Linked DNA regions of Hordeum vulgare: region 2 is linked to region 1. Evidence: chromatin contacts called from public Hi-C data. All regions are on one chromosome and are shown on one strand. The core of a region is the stretch at or near the end of the contact, and the rest is flanking DNA. Distances in the headings are between cores, read along the strand shown.

The links. A called contact is a pair of places that touch in the nucleus more often than the background predicts.
Region 2: a Hi-C map of leaf shows a contact between it and region 1, with 4 times the contacts expected there. The contact joins the enhancer-like site here to the promoter of LOC123439563 in region 1. A contact is called at or near these places in 4 of 6 Hi-C or Micro-C datasets (leaf, seedling and an unstated tissue).

What each region holds. Positions count from the first base shown.
Region 1 is chr3H:79,661,691-79,665,360 of MorexV3_pseudomolecules_assembly, forward strand. LOC123439563 (polygalacturonase ADPG2-like) reads right to left here and starts at 1,595. Exons shown (of 8, transcript XM_045116259.1): 1 at 1,452-1,595; 2 at 1,243-1,374; 3 at 971-1,120; 4 at 497-704; 5 at 270-351; 6 at 36-147. The coding sequence starts at 1,496.
Region 2 is chr3H:79,969,705-79,973,675 of MorexV3_pseudomolecules_assembly, forward strand. No RefSeq gene overlaps it. Among protein-coding and RNA genes, the nearest start is that of LOC123439565, 150 kb to the left of the region's middle. Within about 2 kb of position 1,332, at least 1 of the 3 cell types and tissues checked has open chromatin away from gene starts, as enhancers often do. A contact at or near this core is called in leaf, where this site is marked.

The DNA.
Region 1 (3,670 bases), core at 345-2,844:
ACAGAGAAGGCATGTAGATACAGCTTCAGTGTTACCTGCCACGATTTGATCCTGACACCGTTCATCGTATTAAAGAAGTTGCAGTTGGATACAGTAACACTCTCCACCATCGCTGGGCCTTCACCATCAGCTCCAAGGCTTCCCACACTACATAACAAGATGAAAAAAGCTGCTTAGCTTAATGTATGCCACTCACTAGAGAAGTTCATCAATCCTTATGCACTTGGTCAGTACAGGCCTGCATGAGAAAGGATGTACATTTGTATTACCTAATGCCATGACCAGGCCCACACGTGATGTCGGTAACGTTGACATCGGTCGTGCCCGTCAGAATCGACACACAGTCATCGCCTGCACTTGTCGAATGTATCTATGTCAGCAGCAGTGTTGCAAGCATACATATCAAGAGTGTTGCAAACACACGTGTGGTCATACTGCAACACACATGGAAGTAATGGGTTTTATCAAGGGCTACTCAAGGAGGGCGGGGCTGTACCGGACTGGATGGAGCAGGAGGAGATGTGCACATGGCTGCAGCCCCCCATGGTGATCCCGTCAGTGTTGGGGCTGTCGCCAGGGGCGGTGATGGAGACGTTGTTCACCTGCGCGTGGCTGCACTTGTACATGCTGATGTGCTTCTCGGCGCTGTCCTTGAGGCGTATGTTGGTCACCCGTAGACCGTTGCAGAACGAGAATGCCACCAGCTGGTTTACATGTGTGTGCAGGTCTGAATGAGTTTCAACATACATACAGATCGATCTTTGTCTTTCTATACCGGACTAGTAGTTCCGGATTGAAACTGAAAAGGGTATTTTTGGATCGACAACTGGAAGACGTGTTGCGTGTGTGCTTACCATTGGCCGGGCACTGCATTTCTGTCAGAGTTGAGAGGGGCAGCTGATCAGATTGTGGGCAAGATATGAAGATGGATTGAAGAAGCAACGGCTATGTTTGTGTCTGTTGTTGTTACCTTATGGTTGTGGCAATCCCACCAGGGGGCGCCTCGGCCGTCGATCTGGCCGCTCCCGTCCACCGTCAGGTTGTCGACCTCGTGGAAGGTCAGTATGTTTGACGATTTTAGCTGCCAGAGAGTTTTTGGCGCCACGATGTCCCCGTCCACCTGCAGAAACGCTCCAACCTCAGTTACATTGTCGGCTATTATATGTAATGTACTAGAGATTTGACAAGAAGATGGATGACCCAGGACGGTCAGATCGTCGGTAGACGGTAGGTGTTTGTTACCTGGACGGTGATGGGCGACCTGCAGGGTCCACTGAAAGTGGCGTCGCGCAGCAAGAAGGTCCTTCCTGCAGGGATGTACACGTTCGCCCCGCCGCTGTCTCTGCACGCTGAGTTCCATGTCTCCTCGAACGCCTAGACGGAGTATGCAGACGAGTAAGTCAGAAAGATCTCATCTGGTCTGATCGGCAATGTGTACCCTGTTGTTATACCTTGGTATCATCCGTCTCGCCGTCCCCAGCGGCATGGAAAGCCATGACGCTGTACCGAGTCCCTTCGCCTTTCCACACCGCTGTCGCCGTCGCCGCCGCGGCAGCAGATCGAACTGCGGCCGATACCACAAGAAGCAGCAGCACAACCCTCTGCCATTTTCAAGATCCTTACGTTAGGCTAAACAACATATAGATGATGATGATGAGAAGGAAAATCTACATGAAGTACTACTTTTCGACCGAGCTGGTGAGCAATGGTAGAGCGCATACCATGATGGTCACCAACGCCGCCACGATCAGCAACAGAATCGGCCGAAGAAGAGCTTTCCAGGGATGCTAGTACCGTCGGTCGAGTACTGATGATACAGCCAGTCGTGTGTGCGTCAATTTATACGCGCGCGAGACGGGGGCGCGCGAGCGCAGGCGTAGCAGCAGCAAATTGAAGCCAAATATATCTCGTTTGTCGTGGTAGTAAAAGCCGTGGGAATCAAAACTCTCCATGTATTTAGATCTCGTGTTGGAATTCATTTCTTATACGTAGGAGTAGCTAGGTTGGATCGGCGCAGGAGATCGCGGCCGTCTGTCCTTTCCAGGTTTTAAAAGAGGAGATAGCTAGCTGTGCGCGAGCCCCAAAATGCCATGCGGTTATCTCGCGCAGCTGGTCTGTGCGTTGATTGACAATAGAAATAAACTGCGCGCCATTTACAGAATGCAATCGCGGCCGTGTCCCCGCTTGGGATGGCTTGATTAAAAAGGAGGTGAATTTATATTCCCTTGGCGAGCAAGATACAGAGGATATCGTTGCGGGCGGTTAGGGATCAGGCGAATGCATGCATGCACGTGGGCCGTGCAATCGCGAGATGGACGGCCTGGATGGGGCCGTCCGGACAGTCGTCGACAGGTGGGACTCGCACCTATGGACAAGGGCAAAGTTATCAGACGTTTGACTCAGTCCGCCTGACATGTGGGACCGATGCTGACGTGGCTCGATATGCTTTTTTGGCATGAATATGCCTTACGTATACACACCGTATTTTCGTGTATAAGGACTGTATTGAAGCATTTTTCGAGTATGAGGACCATGTTGGATCTAGCCAGCAACTAAAAGGACCGTAGATGCAATTATCTCGCAGTGAATACTCCGAAAATACATTGGCCATCAACGTTTCTTGCGAGTCGTGATGATGGCTCACGTATGTGTGTTAGCGAAAAGTTTCTCCTACTTTTTTAAAATAAATAATCGGTGTAGTGTTTCATGATTTATCTCGAATTATCCTAATATTTAACGGAGCCAATTTTAGAGAAAGAAATGCAGAAGTATTGGGAACTGTGCATCCACATGAAACATACTCAAGTTAATGATTTAGAGAATCCATGACCGTCGAGGGGCATGTGCGAGAGGTGTGATCGCATATGCCTTCGATGAGGGATTAAAGCAGTCCTATTGTGAGAAAACCCAAGAAACCAGGAACTCGTCGACTTAGTTTTTTTAAAAACTGTGCACATACGTAAATTCTTCTTCGGCTCCATGTAAAAAAGAACGTTTTCTCTCCCTTCGTTCACGCTCCATCAGGACGACAAAGAGTCAAGGGCGCCTAGGGTTCTAACTTCCCATCCTGCGACTCAAGCAGCTCGACCCGGTCGGCTGCACCCCTCGCTAGCCTTCAGTGCCTCATCCCAGCCTCTCCCCTGTCTTCCCTGCATCGATCTCGTCTCAGCCTCCCCTTCCATCACGTGCATCGGTCTCCTTTGCCTCCACCTGGTTTTTCCCATTGAGCGGAATCCCGTGGAGTACTAGTTACGTTGCCGACATCCCGTACCCCTAGACAGGTAACCTTGATACATCTCGAATGTTTTTACTTTTTCAAACACTTTTCCTCTTGTTTTGGACTCTAATTTGCATGATTTAAATGAAACTAACCCAAGACTCACATTGTTTGGAGCAAAACTATCATGGTGTTATTTTTGTGCAGAAATAAAAGTTTTCAGAATTGGCTGAAACTTTTTGTTAATTTTTTCTGGAATCTTTGTATTGTTGCCACTAAGGATAAACAACAGGGATAGTTCATATTAATTGAATTCCCTTTGTCTACATCATGTCATCATTCTTCAAGCATTACTCTACTTTTACTTACTACTCTAGATGCATGCTGGATAGAAGTCGATGGGTGGAGTAATAGTAATAGTGCCACATAGGAGGCGGCCTATTTGCTTATGGA
Region 2 (3,971 bases), core at 82-2,581, 310 kb after region 1:
TCTTCTTGTACTCGTATGTTAGTCAGATGCAAATGCTTAGTGCTTCTTGTAGCCTCACCACTTAACCATTCCTTATCCATTAAGCTTTTTTAGTATTGGTACACTTTGAAACTAGATTGTTGAGTCCCTTAAAGGTTCACAGATTACTACAACACAAGGTCCAGGTATAGGTAAAGTGATGCTTGTTCGATTTGGAGTTCTTATTCTTTTTATTCTTCGAAGATCATAGGATGGCTTCGAGGTTGACAGCGTGGGATTAGCAAGGTCGGCGTCATCTTCTTTCATTTGTTTTCATCCGTAGTCGGATCCTGCTCTTATATATGATGATTACTATGTATTGATGTATTGAGATATTCATGTCGTAACTTGTGGTGAGTGTAAGCCCATATCTTTCATTTTATTTTCTTCAGTACATGTATTTCTGATGATATCCATCTTGCTAAAGTGTCTCCGATATGCACTTCTATCCTTAGCGATACTTTCAAGTTTCGTGGGGATAGGACCGCATATTGGGCATTACACATGCACACATATTGTTCGACAATATGGTCCAACCAGACTCGGTATATTCTTTGTCTCATATGACATTTGCACTGGTCAATTCATTTGTTGCACATATTATTTGATCAAACTTGTAAGATGATACATTAGTTGCGATGCATATTGTAGGACCAAATAATGCTTAACATAATAAATTGACAAGAGCATTTCAATTTGACATGAGGGTCCCAAATCTCTCGTGTTTGGAGTTAGGCAAACATTAGGCACAAAAAAGAAGAAGGTACTGAAGCCAAGAAGTCCAGCATTCACATAGTTTGAAGATGCTTTGTTGGTTTATAGTTAGTTGAACACTAGCACGGATCCTGCATCTCGAACCAGACATAAAGGAGTCCAATATTAAGAATATGTGGTGCCTCACCCAATCATTAGCAGGCGTTGCCCGTGCTTTCTTTGTCATAGATGGTCCACTATCCAAGAGAACCTGAGCAAGTTTCTTGGTTTTCTAAAACAAGTCGTTGGCCGAAACCAAAGCGGCATTGAAGTTTTTGCATGTTTGTAGTCTTGAGATGTCTACGTGAATTATCCACTAGTATAAAAACCTTGGAGCTACCCTCATGGATGGAGATGTTGTATCTTTCAATGGGTCAGGGAGATTAAAGGTAGGATAAATCACCAGTTTTTCTTTTATATAATGAGCTTTTTATATAATAAGCCGATGAGGCTTCAGTTTTCTCGAAAAAATTAGGATAAAGTTATAATGTTCAGGGTGTCGCCTTCTATGGCCCATGCCCCACAATTCATGACTCTACACCCATAGGGCCTCCACACCAGTGGCCCAAGAGCTGATGGCCCTCCATGCTTTTGCGCCAGCCAACCTCCACACACAAGCAAGCACGGTCAAGCAATGCACACAAACTAAGGGTATGTGATCCCCTAAATCCGGTTAGGGCGTAAAAAATCAGTTTACTCCTCTAACGGATACCTACTTGAACTCCTAATGTGTATAGTAGAGTAAAAAAATATTCCTCGGCCCCGCGGACGGCTAAATATACTCGACCTTCACCCGGTCGAGTAAAATTTGCTGCCACTTTTCGATGGCCCTGCGGACGGCTAAATATACTCGGCCTTCACCCCGCACTGCACTCGCACTCATGCACCTATCGACGACTAACCATCGACTCCGTCGCTTCCTCGCTCCCACCAAATGACCCACACCCCGACGGTCCCTTCCGATGTGCTCACGCTGCTGCTCATCGGTGAGTCTAGAGTCGCTGCTCTAGGCACCTTATTGCTTGATTTGCTCGCCCGCAAGTGATCAAACCAGCTGAAATCAAACGCAAAACGACCCTAGTTTTTCGCATGTGAGGGGCCTAAATATCCGGTTTTGAAAGTTGTCTTTTTAGAAAATGTGCATCCATTTCCAAAAACATATTTATCCGAAAAGATTCTAAAATTAAAAAAATCATTTTTTTCTATTGATTCAAAAATAAAAAATAAATCAAATGTGTTTAGTAATTTAAAAAATATCAAATTAAAAATAATCGTCGAATTCACAAAATGAGCATTGAATTCAAAAATCATATATTTTAAAAATGTTCATCGTATTAGAAAATGTTCATTTAATTAAAAAAGTTCTTGACTTCACATTTTGTTCATGAAATTTAAGAAAAATGATCATAGAATTTAAAATTTGTTCATCAAATATAAAAAATGTCCATAACTGCTAAAACATAGTTCTACAAAAATTCAAAAAAAATCATCCAAACTCTAAGGATATCCGGTTTTCAAGTCGTGAACATTTTTTAATTACAGCTATTTTAAGTTTGTAAAATTTGTCTAAAACTCTGAACTGTTTTAAACAAGCAATAAAACAGGAAAAAAATCATAAAAAAGCAAAAAAAAACTGGTCTACAGGTTAAGTTGTTTTCCATCGTGTAGAGCGATGAATGGCGCAACAAGAATAACTCGCACGAAGCAAATTAGTACGATGTTTTGTTGAAACGTCTACAGTAATAAGATTGGCTCATTCACTTATTATTAATAGAACACCTAAATGATAACGTACATAAGTGTGGCAGAAGGCAACATGATCCACACGCCTTTATAATCATTTACTTTGCCACGTCAAGCATACGACATCAGCAGATATTTTTTAGACTTATTTTTTTTATCTTTTAAATAAAAATCCAATTAAAAATCTGTTTTTATCATTAAATCCGTCTTGATGAGATATTCAAAATTAGATACCATATTGGTATATTCTGATGACCTTTTTTGGGGCCAAAAGTTGCTATGATGTTTACACTAAAGTTGCCATGACATCTTGTATCTCTTTTTTTCTAGATTTAAAGCTACCATTGTATTTCAACTACTCTTCATGATAATTTTTACTAATTGACCATTGCAAATTTTAGTAATTAACCATGGAAAATTTTATTCATACATCATGACAATTTTTAATAATTTATCATGGCAAACTGGGCTTATAGATCATGGCAATTTTAGTATTATGACAATGGCAATTCTATTATTTTGAACATGGAAAATATTTTTTCAATAACCATAGCAAATTTTAGTGCGTATATCATGCCAAATTTAAGTAATTCATCATGAAAATTTTAGTCTATAGTTCATGGAAAATGTGAGTCATTGACCATGCAGTCTTAAGTTAATTGAGGGGATATTTTATTTTTATTATGAAGCTTGTCAAAATTATTTCATGAATCATGGAAAATTTTAGTAATTCATTATGGAAAAAATAGTTTCTTAATTTTTTTATAACATGTTAAAATTTACTTTAAACATAGAAAAAAGCAGTTGAAATATATGATCACAATTTCAATGTAATCAAGATAACAATTTATATGCAATAGACATGGTAATTTTTAACACAAAAAAGTCGTCAAAACATATTCATATGAGATCTAGTTTCGAAGATCTGGTGCGTCGACCTTTATAATCATTTATTTTGACACATCAAACATATGACATCGGCAGATTTTTTTTTTTGACTTAAATTTATTTATCTTTTAAATAAAAATCCAATTAAAAACCATTTTTACCATTAAATCCGTCTCGATGAGATGTTCGAAATTAGATATCATATTGATATACCCCGATGACCTTTTTTGGGGCCAAAAGTTGCTATGATGTTTACACAAAAGTTGCCATAGTGTTTACAAGAAAATTGCGATGACATATTGTATCTCTTTTTTTCTCGATTTAAGGCTACCATTGTATTTCAACTACTCTTCATGGTAACTTTTATTAATTGACCATTGCCAATTTTACAAATTAACCATGGAAAATTTTATTCATGGATCATGACAATTTTTAATAATTGATAATGGCAAATTGGGCTTATAGATCATGTCACTTTTAGTATTATGACAATGGCAATTCTATTATTTTGAACATGGAAAATATTTAGTGCATGTATCATGCTAAATTTAAGTAATTCATCATGAAAA